2 separate regions of the Mus musculus genome follow, and region 2 is linked to region 1. A link is a contact called in public promoter capture Hi-C data. All regions are on one chromosome and are shown on one strand. The core of a region is the stretch at or near the end of the contact, and the rest is flanking DNA. Distances in the headings are between cores, read along the strand shown. Region 1 holds the start of Psmg3 (proteasome (prosome, macropain) assembly chaperone 3). Region 2 holds the start of Gna12 (guanine nucleotide binding protein, alpha 12).

Evidence for each region. Promoter capture Hi-C pulls out the DNA fragments that hold promoters and counts their contacts.
Region 2: a promoter capture Hi-C map of neutrophils shows a contact between it and region 1, with 2.9 times the contacts expected there. The contact joins the promoter of Gna12 here to the promoter of Psmg3 in region 1. A contact is called at or near these places in 4 of 39 promoter capture datasets (hippocampal neurons, liver, neutrophils and 1 more) and 1 of 115 datasets of contacts at active chromatin or transcription factors (pancreatic cancer cells).

What each region holds. Positions count from the first base shown.
Region 1 is chr5:139,823,708-139,830,315 of GRCm38.p6, reverse strand. Psmg3 (proteasome (prosome, macropain) assembly chaperone 3) reads left to right here and starts at 3,422. Exons shown (of 3, transcript NM_025604.4): 1 at 3,422-3,594; 2 at 3,952-4,188; 3 at 6,243-6,608. The coding sequence starts at 3,973. The coding sequence ends at 6,395.
Region 2 is chr5:140,829,117-140,835,439 of GRCm38.p6, reverse strand. It overlaps Gna12 (guanine nucleotide binding protein, alpha 12), which reads left to right and starts at 5,009. Exons shown (of 4, transcript NM_010302.2): 1 at 5,009-5,446. The coding sequence starts at 5,144.

The sequences.
Region 1 (6,608 bases), core at 2,173-4,672:
CTCAAGTTTTGATTCTCACTACCCCCCTCCCTCTTGTTTGAAGCAGAGACTCTTGTTTGCTGCTGCATCCGCCCCTCGGACTTTTACGGGTTTTCCCGTCTGCACCTTCCATTATTCCTGAGAAGCACCAGGATTCCAAACACACATTACCTCACCAGGCTTTTACATGGGTTCTGGGGATTTGAACTCAGGTCTTCAAGATTGCAGAGTAAGGGCTTTTCCCACTGAGCCCTAAATGTGTGAACTCTACCACTCACCAGGTTAAACCATGGGGAAGTCCTTTTCCTGAAACAAGGCAGCTCAGCCCAACACACCCTTTAAAAACAAAACAAAACAAAACAAAAAAACAAAAAAAAAAAAAAAAACTCCGTTTTCCTTCAGACTTCTTCTTTATCATCAATAGCTCAAGATCCAAACCAGTCCAAAGCGGAGACCCCTCAGAGCTACTTTATAATGTGACCAGAACGCTGTCCACTTTCTTCTCCAGCCTCCCTTCTGCAGAGGTGATCAGCATGTGTCCAGGGCTTCCGTGTGCTGGGGAGGCAGAGTTCCTGGACCTCTGCCACAGAGAGAGAAGGCATACCAAGGTGCATCAAAAGCTTTTCAAGATTTCTCCAGGCAAAGCAACACGCCAGCAATTTGCTTTTGCTGTGTGTGGGCGGACGGGTGTTTAAATTTAGAACCGACAAAAAGACTTTGCTGAGAAATCTATACGCTCCTTGCTTCTTGAGTATTAGTGGCACGAAACCCTAATCTTCCCTCTTCACGTGCCAACTGTGAGAACGCTCGGAAACTCGTTTCCTCCCGATCTCTGTCTACTCCCATCATGCTTTGTATGCATGTCTTTTCTTTTACACCACCAAGAAATCATTTTGGAAGAAGCGAGCTTCACACGACTCAATGGAGCTTGGATAAGGAGTCATTAACTCAAGGAAAGAGAGGATACATTTATTGAGGAAAAATGCTTGAGCTGTCTAAGGACTTTAGTGTGTAAGCAGAAGTGTGGCTTTTTTCAGAACCGTCAGCAGCAGGCACAGAAAGGCTTCTGGGATGGAGTTTCCAGGACTATCAACCTCTGGGGAAGGGGCTCCAGGCTGCAGTTTCTCCCAGTATCTTCCCAAGTCTTTCCCAGTCAGTGAAACTTCTCTCAGGGAGACATGGTGGGGTTTTCTAGTTTGGGTGCAAGACTCACCCTGCAGGACAGGGCTTCCTCCTACTTTCCCCTGAGCCTCAGTGAGGATCAGGGGTTCCAGGCATTAGCTGGGACCTGATAAGGGTCAGTGACCCAGGTTCCAGCATCCTTTGGGTCTCAACAAGAGTCAGGGAGCCGGGCCAGGCATCAAGTTGAATGTCCAGGAAGGTGAGGGTGGGGTCAAAGCATTTTATTTTCAAAGGGCACTCACGGTGTTTCTGTCTTAGGGAGCTGCAGAGATTAAATGATCTAGGCATACTACAAAGGAATGGGTAAGGAAAATATGTAGTGTATACACAGTGGGGATTCAGCCATGAAGAAGAATGAGATGGGTCTGGGGAGATGGCTCAGTCAGTTAAGATCTGGCCTTGCAAGCACACACACACACACACACACACACACACACACAGAGAGAGAGAGAGAGAGAGAGAGAGAGAGAGAGAGAGAGAGAGAACCAAAAACCCAAAACAAACAAAATAGAGGCCATATTGAAAATCCAGGAGGTCTGGTACAGCCTACAATCCCAGCACTAGGGAAAGGGAACAAACCTAGACCTGATCCCCAGCCTTGCCGACAGCCAGCCTATCCTAATTAGTAAGCTCTAGGCCCTGGCTCAAGAAACAAGGTATAACGGGCATGGTGGCAGCCACACCTTTCGCCCAAGCAGAGGCAAGTGAATCTCTGAGTTTGAGACCAGCCTGGTCTACGTAATGAGTTCCAGACCAACCGAGGCTACACAGTGTGATTCTGCCTAAAGAAAGGAAATAAGAGAGAGTGGGGAGAAGGAGAGAAAAGAACAAAAGAAAGAAGAAGGGTAGAAGGGGCCTGAGGAAACTGACCTCTGACCTTCATACATATGTATACACACACACACACACACACACACACACACAGGAACCCACACACAAAAGAGTGAGTTTATGTTATTCTTGAAAGTAGATGAAACCGAAGATAATCGTGTTAAGCAAATTATGCCAGTCTCAGAAAGACAGACACCATATGTTTTCTCTGACTGGTGGGGCCTAGATTTTACATAGTCACACTGAACCGTGTGTGTGTGTGTGTGTGTGTGTGTGTGTGTGTGTGTGTGTGTGGTGTACATTTAAGAAAACAAACAGGAAGGAGGGGAGAAAAGGGAAGATAGAGGGAAGGGGGATATGCTCAATTTACAGTCTATAATTTTAAGAAAAAAGTGCTTTGATTTAACAGGTCACCATTAAGAGCACCACTTGTTGCTCTTGCTGAGGACCAGGTTCAGTTCCCATCACCTACATGGCAGCACATAACTGTCTGTAACTCCAAATCTAGGAAACACAACACCCTCTTCTGGCCTCTGTGGGTACTGCATGCACATGACACCATATACAGGAAGGCAAAAATACTCATGCAAATAAATAAACAAACAAACAAATACTGTTTAATTCTTTTAAGTATTCTGCAAGATGAACAATAATTAGTGTAAATGAGACTTGCTCCTCGATACCCACAAGAAAAAAGGAAAAAAATGAAAGAAAGAGGGAAGGAGAAAAAAATGATGGTTGGGATTTGGCTCAGTTTGTGAATGCTTGCGTAGCATACATAAACTCCTGGATGTTATCCCCACACCAGCAAACCATGTGTGGGGTGTGTTCCTGTCATCCCTGCACTTGGAAGGAGAATCAGGAGTTCAATATTTTCCTTGATCAACCTAGGGTACTTGTGACCCTGTCTCAAAAAACAGAAGAGGAGGGGGAGGAGGAGAAGAGGAAAAGAAGGAGGAGGAGGAGGAGGAGGAGGAGGAGGAGGAGGAGGAGGAGGAGGAGGAGGAGGAGGAGGAGGAGGAAATAATCCTAGAACTCGGGAGGATATGTGAGTTTGAGGCCAGCCTGGTCGACATAGTGAGTTCCAGGACAACTAGGGCTACACGGAGATACCGTGACTAAAAGAGGCAAAACTGACAGACAAACAGACGAAACAAGTTACTGTATATTAAGTGTGCCTTAGCCAAAGCCAGGTACACACCAAGTGAAAACAAATATTAAAATATTAATAATATTAAAACAAATATTATTTTGTGTCCACAGCTAGGACACAAAGCTCCCTACACAGGTGGTCAAGCACCGCCACCGAGATCCTGGAGCTCGGAGAGGCACACTGTCCCTTTAACACGAAGCCTGGACGGCTCCTTTGCAGCACGGAACCTTAGGCCCTGGGACTGCCGTGGCCTACGGACCTTAGGCCCAACGGACAGGAACCGGAAGTTCTCGCCGGGACTTCTGCTAAACCATTGCTGGCTTAGTTGCTCCCTGAAACCGCTTTCTGGCGCTGCTGGTGGGGTGAGCGCTGGTTGCCGAGGGTTTCGGTCCCAACTGCTGTCAGTAGTGATCCAGCCATCCCCAGTCCTGCGCCGTCGGGGCTCCCCGGTGAGCTCGGCCGTTTTCCTCATCCCTGATAATCTGGAAGTGGGACAGCTAGTCGCGGGGATGGCGGTCATCGCAAGCAGTGCGGCGGGACAAAGACGCTCACAAAAGCCCGCACGAGCATGCGCGCACTCGCTTTTGGGTTGGGGCGTGGTATTGATAACAGGGTCTCCCCCATGTAGCTCAGGCTGGCCTCGAACTGGGACTTCTCCAGCCTCAGCGTCCCCTGTCCTGGGATGGCAGACATGTGCCACCACGTGCAGCTTGGAATGGGCCGCTTGTCATTTCTGCTGTCGAGCTCCAGGTTGTGTCCGATTCTGATTGCTCCATCCCTTGTTTTCTTTTCTTTTAAAACTAAAGCCTCCGCTGAAGAACGGGACCATGGAAGACAAACCACTGGTAGTATCTAAACAGAAGACAGAAGTGGTGTGCGGTGTGCCCACCCAGGTGGTCTGCACGGCCTTCAGCAGCCACATCCTAGTTGTGGTGACCCAGTTCGGGAAGATGGGTACGCTAGTGTCCTTGGAGCCCAGCAATGTGGCCAATGACATCAGCAAGCCAGTGCTCACCACGAGAGTCCTCCTCGGGCAGGACGAGGTAATGGGAGTTGAGAGCATCTTTTTTTCTGCTGTCATTTGTCCATAGGGATATGGGGTGCCTGATAGGCACAACTCCATACGTACCCAAACTATGCGCAGTGAGCATTTTCCAGGGCCATTCTGGACTGAGGGTGTCCTGGCTGGCTCGAGTGATGCTTTTCCCAGCGTGTTAGCATTTTACTCAACACTCGGGGAGGGATTGATTTTTATGACATAGCCATTTCCTCAGTTTGACCCTGTCCTGATGGCTCTATGTTTATGTCTGCTTCTTGAGTCTTGACAACAGTTCCCTTTGCAGGCCTGTCTGTCTTGATTAGGAGTAACCAGAGAGACGGTAGGCAGAGGTACCAAGGAAAAGTCTTAATACTGCCTCCTGGGCAGTTCCCTCTGTCTGCTTTATGCAGTCCACGTGGTGCTCTGAATCACTGTTGTCCTAGCTTAGGGGGTTTGGGGAAAGCGTGAGACGCTGGCCTAGGTCTCTTAAGGAAAGCATTAGGAGCAGACAGTGTTTGTCCCCAGTGTGACTATACACACCTGTAATCCTTTCAGGGGGAGGCTGCGGCAGAAAAATTGCTACAAGTTTGTGATCAGACTGAGCTGAGGCCAGCTAAGGGATAGACCTTATTCTCCCTGCATAAGCAAAAAAGAAGGAGAAGAAATAAAGCAAACTACTGGTTATGGTGACATGCTGGCTGCTGTAGTCCCAGCACTTGGGAGGTGGGATCAGGAGAATCAGGGTTCAGTTTCATTCCCATAAGGCTTGCTTGGGCTACATGACACCCTCTGTTAGAAAGGCAGGGAGCATTGAGTTGGCTCAGGGGCTAAAGGGTATGCAAGCCTGATAGTCTGAGTACAGTCTCACAATCCCACAGTGGACAGAGAAAGCTGACTGCTACAAGTTGTATTCTTTTATATGTGTGTGTATATGTGTATATATATCATAAATATAATATATATAATATTATATATGATATGTTTATTATATTCTATATAGATACATAAAGATATCTATATAAAATGTTATAATAGTCATTTATAATTTTAGTAGAGCCTAATTAGCCATGTGCTCATGTTTAATCTTGGCACTTGGGAGATGATTGTAGGCCTAATCTCCATGGCAAGTTCCAGATCAGACAGGGCTACGTAGTGAGCTCTCATCTCAACAGCAATTAATACAGCTGTACATAGTAAGCTCTTGTCTCAACAAAACCAAATGAATGAATGACTAAGTAGCTCTCAGCAATGGAGACTGAGGAAGTGGCTCAGTTCATACAGTGCTTGCAAGCACAGCCTGAGAGTCCTCAGAACTCACAAGAAAGCTGGGTGTGGGGCTCAGCGTGGTGCAGACCTTTCCTCCCAGCGCTGGGGGCTGACTCAGGCCGGTCTGTGCAAGTGTGCGGCCAGCTTCATCTACATACCAAGTTCTAGCAAGGGCTGCTTGGAGAGACCCTGTCCCCCAAAGGGAAAACGAAGAAACCCTGCGGCGAGGGCGGGGACAGGAGGATCCCGGGGCTTGCTGGTTAGGCAGGCAGTTGGGCCTAATTAGTGACTTACAGGTCAAGAAGAGATGCTGTCCCAGAGTAGACGGCTGGTGTTCAGGATGATTCCTGAGGTTGTCCCCAGGCCGCCTCAGACGTGCACATGCTCACACTCAAAAAAAAAAAAAAAGGACAAAGAAATGAAACTGGATATGATAGCACATGTCCAGAAATCCCAGCTCTCAGGAGGCTGAGGTAGGAGGATTGCCATGAGTTCAAGGCCAACCTGGGCTAAATGAGTTCCATGATACTACAAAAAATGACAACCTGTCTTTAAAAAAAAAAAAAAAAAACAAAACAGAGCCAGGCATGGTGGCGCACGCCTTTAATCCCAGCACTTGAGAGGCAGAGGCAGGTAGATTTCTGAGTTCGAGGCCAGCCCGCTCTACAAAGTGAGTTCCAGGACAGCCAGGGCTACACAGAGAAACCCTGTCTCAAAAAACCAAAATAAATAAATAAAAACAGATGAGGTTTCCTGCAGTCACAACCCTGTCTTCCTCTCCCTCCCTCCCAGCCTCTCATCCATGTCTTTGCAAAGAACCTGGTAGCATTTGTGTCGCAAGAAGCAGGAAACAGAGCCGTCCTGCTGGCCATGGCTGTGAAAGACAAGAGCATGGAGAGGCTCAAGGCATTGAAGGAAGTGATCCGGCTGTGCCAGGTGTGGTGACCTGCCGTTAGCAGTGCCAGACACAGACGTATGGACGCTCGGTGAGCGGGGCCTTTGAGACCCATCTTTCCAGCGCCAGGAGAGAGCTCATTCCAGGGCCTTTAGTCCTCAAAGCTGGAAACAGCACTCAAGTCTCAGGGACTCTCCCTGCGTGGCTACTGTGTTCTGCCTTGGGCACTGGAGCGGGGCTGGGCTGCAGCAGCTGCATCCACT
Region 2 (6,323 bases), core at 3,760-6,259, 1.0 Mb before region 1:
CCCAAACTAGTGAAGCACCAACAACGCAGTGACACTGAGCATCTGTCTCTTTCCTCAGGACTTAATGTGCTGACAAATGATTGCACCACCACACAATCTTGCTAGTTCATTCTTTTGAGGGTTATGTAGTCCTGGCCTCCTGCTTCCTTTGTCTCTCAGCTGAGCACAGGAAGGCAGACCTATGATGCTTCGGCAGGTGTCTGAGGACAGCTGAACAGTTTCCAACTCCACAGGTTAACTCTCACACTCTCATTTCTCTTTCATTTTGGCCTTTGAGGCTTCCTCACTTTGATCAGTGACAATTCAGATTTCTTTGTGCAGCATTTTTAATTTTTGTGGTACCACAATTCACTAATTCTACCTTTATCACCAATATCCTCCCTGTCACCACCACTGTCACTACTGTCACCACCACCATCACTGTCATCACTATTGTCACCATCACCATTGTCACCATCATCACTGTCACCATTGTCACCATTACCATCTCCACTGTCACCCTCACCACTGTCACTCTCATCACTGTCACCATCACTATCCTCACTGTCACCACCACCATCACTATCATCACTATTGTCACCATCACAACTGTCACCATCACTGTCACCACCACCATCATCACTATCACCACTGTTACCATCAATCACCATCACCACAGACACCATCACCACAGTCACCATCATTGCCATCACTGTCACCATCACCATCTTCACAAAAGCCATCACCATTACCACCATCCGCCCTCCACCTTGGACATGCTAAGATTACAGGTTTGTGCTGCCACTTCTGGCTTTTTGACATGACATGGGCAATAAAATTCAAATCCAAGTCCTTGTGCTTGTACAGCAAGCACTTTACCCACTGGACCACCTCAACTCCCAGCTAAACCTTTCTCTCTGCAAACTTAAGATTTATCAAGGTCCATTTCTTAGATGATTGTTACTTAGTACATGTGTATATGTCTCTTTGTGTGTACATATGTGTATATATATATATATGTGTGTGTGTGTGTGTACATATGTATATGTGTATAAATGTATATGTATACATGTGTGTACATATGTGCATGTGTATATATGTGTGTACATGTGTGTATATGTATATATGTCATATGTATATGTGTATACATGTATATGTATACATGTGTGTACATATGTGTATGTGTATATATGTGTGTACATGTGTGTATGTATATATATGTATATGTGTGTACATGTGTGTATGTGTATATATGTATATGTGTGTACATGTGTGTATGTGTATATATGTATATGTGTGTACATGTGTGTATGTATATATATATATATGTATATGTGTGTATGTGTATATATGTATATGTGTGTACATGTGTATATGTATATATATATATGTATATGCGTGTGTACATGTGTGTATGTGTATATATGTATATATGTGTGTGCACGTGTGTGTATGTGTATATGTGTATATATGTGTGTACATGTGTGTATGTATACATGTGTGTACATATGTGTATATGTATATATGCATGTGCGTGTGTGTATGTGTATATGTGTGTGTGTGTGTGTGTGTGTGTGTATACTCACAGACAGGCAGCTGTGGGCTACGCATTGGGAATGCTAGAAATTGAATTCAGATTCTCTGCAACAGCGGTACATATTTTTTCTTTACTACTTTAGTTTTACATGTACAGGTGTTTTGCCTACATGTATGCCTGTGAGCCATGTACATGCCTGGTGCCTGCTGAGGCATCAGATCTCATAAAACTGGAGTTACAGATAGTTGCAAGCTGCTGTATGGATGCTGAGAATGGAACCTGGGTCCAGAGAGAAAAACAGCCAGCTTTCTTAATTACTGAGCCATCTCTCCAACCCCAAGGCTCCATTTTTGTCCTCATTGATTTACAGATAAGAAAAGCACATTTCAGAGATGTTAAATGACTCATTCCAAGGCACACATCCCTAAATGGTAAAGCAAAACTTCCAAACTCTCCTACACGCCCTGAACCCACAGACTATATGAAGCAGGCAGCAGGTCAGGCTTCCTGTTCAGGTTCTGCTATTGACAAACCATACTTACACCTAAGAATCACTGGTAGTGCTTGGAACTCAGCATTCTTTGGGGGGTGGGTATGGTATGTTTGAGTGTGTGTGTGAATATGTACTTGTAGTGTGTACGCGCACACACACATGCAAATGTACATATGTGGATGTCTGAGCTCAACTTTAAATATCTTTCTTCAATCATTTCCCTTTCTTTCCTTTTGATACAGTTATGGTTAGCTTCAGTTGTCATTTGACAGATTTGGGGGAAAAGGAATCAGACTGGCCTGTGGGCATCTTCTGTAGACCAATGTAACATAGGTGGGCCCAGCCCACTGCGGGCAGTGCCAGCCCTGGACAGGTGGCCCTGGGTTTTATAAGAAAGCTAGCTGAGCAGGAGCCAGGCAAACAAGCCAGTGGGCAGTAGTATTCCACAGTCTCTGCTTCAACCTCTTGCCTTGAGTTCCTGCCTTGGCTTCCAGTGGTAAACTGTAACTGTAAGCTAAAATAACCCCCTTCCTCTCCAAGTTGCTTTTGGTCATGGTCTGTCATCACGAGTACAGAAGAGCAAATTAGACACAGGAGAATCTGAAACTCATTGATTCAGCTGGCCTGGCTGGCCAGTAAGCTTCCAGAATGATATTCTCTCTCTCTCTCTCTCTCTCTCTCTCTCTCTCTCTCTCTCTTCTCCTGACCTCCACTAGGGATTGGAGCCACACACTAGCACCCGGGCATTTTCCATAGGTTCTGGGGAATCAAAAGTCAGGGGTCCCCGCTTGCTCTGGCAGGCACTTTACTGAGCCAGCCATCTCTCCAGCCCTCCGATTGTTTTATTAGAGCTACCCTGTAACTTGCCTCTCTCCCAGCGGTGTGGAGAGAACAGATGACATCAGATAATGTATGTAAAGCACTTTAGAAATTACAGCATGCCATATAAATGCCAGGGGTAATTAAGAGACTATTATGGAGTGCATGGATACACGTGTTTATTTCAAGCACTTTAGCCTTTTAGCAAATGTGAAGGATATGGCCAGAACCCTTGTCAAAGTCCCAAATTAGATACTATCAACAGTATATAATTTCTCCCATAAAACACCACAATGTGTCACTAAAAAAAAAAAGCTAAATGGCCCTTTAAAATAGTTAATGATTCTATAAACACCAGCATCAAGCTATTTATAAAGTTATTTGTAAATGTCTGGAGCATTTGCCGAAAACTGTGAATTAATTTAGGTTTTTAAAACTGAATAAGGTTTGAACTCTAGTCCATGGGTTCAGATTCCCCCATTTTCTGTCTTAGAAACATATTCTTAGGTGTCATGGCATGCATTTAGGAAGCAAAGGCGGGAAGATCAGGAGTTTAAAGTCATCCTTGGCTGTAATTTTCCCAGCCTGAGATAAATGAGACCTCTCTTAAAAGACAATAAACCGTGAGCTGGGGTGATCCCTTAGTGGGTACAGCATTGGCTTCAAAGGAGTGAGGACCTGTGTTCAGATTCGCTAGAATCCACACACAGCCAGACGCAGTAGCAGGCATCTGTACTCCAAGCAAGATGGGAAGTAGAGATGGGCTATCTTCAGTTTCTGAGCCAGCTACCCCAGCATATGCAATGGCAAACAATAAGAAACCCTGCCTCACACAAGGTGGAAGGCAAGGGCCAACACCAAAGGTTGTCTTCTGTTTGTAATAGAAAGTGGGATATGGAACAGGTACACATATTGAAAAAAAACATTTTGAGACAGAGTCAAGCTTTAGTCCAGGCTGGCCTCAAATTCCATATTTTCCTGTCTCGGGCTCTCTCAATACTGGGATTATATCACACAAGCTTGACCTCCTCTTGCAACATCATCTCTAGCCAAGATGGTGAGAGAGTTACTATGTAGCCCTGGCTGGCTTCAAACTCATCTCAATTCTCTTGCTTCTGTAATGATTCTCCATGCAGCACCAACACCCTTCAGACACCACACTTCAGACCACTATTCCACATCAAACTGCCTGAGTGATTATGACAAACACAGATGTGTGTGTGCGCGCTCGTGCATGTGTGTGCAAGTGTGTGTGTGTGTGTGTGTGTGTGTGCGCGCGCCAGTGCACATACATACAAAGGCCAAGAAGTCGCTCAACTGCCTCCCCTCTGTAACGTTTCAAACAGCTTCTCTCACTGAACCTTAAGCTTATCATTGGGGCTAGGATAGCTGCACAGCAAGTTACTGGAATTGGTCTTATCTTGGGTTTTGAGAGGTGGGGTTACAGGCACAACTGGAAATTTGAACTCATGTCCTCACACTTTCACAGTTCTTTCCCACTGAACCATCTCCCCTTAATCATATTTTAAGAAAGTGCCTAGGGAGACCCATACAATAATTTTGTTTGTTTGTTTTCTCCTTATTTGGGGCCCATGTAACACTCAAAGCAGCTTTTGTTTGAAAATGATGACCCACCCTGCTTCAATGTTTTTGGAAGGAAAACGACTGAGCTTTCTCCCTAAACTTAAGAGCAGGAGGACCTCATCGCTATTTCCCAACTTTGCAGCCACATCTTGGGCTCACAGCCGGACCAACCTGGGAATCAAGGCAGAGAGTCACTCTGTACACCTGGCACTTTTGGCCTCGCCCCATTTCCCACAACTTCCAATCCCAAGCGTAGTTATTGTGACTGACAAACGATCAGAGCACTTCTAATTGGTTGCGAAGGGCTTCAGCTCCTCCTCCTCAATGGCCCCACCTCCCTTTCATTCTGAAAGAAAGAAGTTTGCTCAGCAGTCCAATAAGAAGCTCCCTCATCGAAAAGATCCCGCCTTTTTCGGCACCGGCTCCGCCCCAAGGACCACAGGAGTGCCCGCCTCCTCCAAGGCACGCTTGTCCAGTAAAAAAGCGCGCTGCCCAAGATAGAAGACTTCCCAACCAATAAAAGAGTTTCTGCGCGGCGCCGCCCCGCCCTCCGCGCCTTCCCCTCCGCCCCTCAGCCGGCCCGGCGAGTGAGGGCCTCGGGGCGGCGGCGGCGGACGCAGCCTGAGGGAGCGGCGGGCGGGGCGGCGCCTGGCCCGGCAGGGCCGCGCCGGCTGAGGGGCGTCCATGGCGCGCGGGCCCCAGCGGGGCGCGGCCGCGGCCTGAGGGCGGCCATGTCCGGGGTGGTGCGGACCCTTAGCCGCTGCTTGCTGCCGGCCGAGGCCGGAGCCCGCGAGCGCAGGGCGGGCGCGGCGCGCGACGCGGAGCGCGAGGCCCGACGGCGCAGCCGCGACATCGACGCGCTGCTGGCCCGCGAGCGGCGCGCGGTGCGGCGGCTGGTCAAGATCCTGCTGCTGGGCGCCGGCGAGAGCGGCAAGTCCACCTTCCTCAAGCAGATGCGCATCATCCACGGCCGGGAGTTCGACCAGAAGGCGCTGCTGGAGTTCCGCGACACCATCTTCGACAACATCCTTAAGGTGACGCGCGGCCCCGCCCACACACACCTGGTCCAGGTGGCGCGCGGGCCCCGCCCCCTTTGTTCTCCACGGACCCGCGACCCTGCCACCCGGCGCCCCTCCCTTCCAATAGGGACCTCAAGCAATGCAGTTGGGGTTACTCCCGTGACCTCCCAGGGGCGCGATAGATTTGCAGAGCCCTGGACGCTTGGGGACCGTGGGAATGCAAGCTGGACCACTCTCAGGGACTTGGGTTACAAATAGGGTGTTAGGGCTGGACACGTGGATTGAGGGTCGCCAACTCTCCCTGTCCCTCCAGCATGCAAAGTTTATAGTGTAGGTTGGAGGACATCAGCCTTCGTTTTTTATTTGTAAATGAGAATTGACCATTTTATTCCCCCCACCACACACACACACACACATTATATCATATACCCCAGACTGGCCTTGAACTCACTCTGTAGCTAAGAATGACCTTGAACTCCTGATCCTTTCTCTCCTCAACTTCTCAAATCCTGGAATTACAGAGGAGGAGGGCGCTGTGTCACCATACTTTGTTCGTGTAGTGCTGGGATTGAATCCAGAACTTCATGCGTGCTAGGGAGGACATTACTAACTAGACTAAGTTGCCAGTGTTTGTATTTTTGAGATAGGGAGTCATGAAGCCCAGGCTGGCCTTGCCATGTAGACAAGGCTGACCTTAAACTCCTTATCCTTCTGACCCGTCTCCCCAGTGGTAGGATTACAGGCATGTGCCACCCATACTTTGTTCTTTAAACCTTTTAGTATGGTGATTTAACATACACACCAAGTTAGGTGAGATGTTAGAAGGAGCTTCGAGACACCCACTACCCAGCATTGAAACAAGGGTCAGTTCTGTGCCAATCGTGTTCGTCCC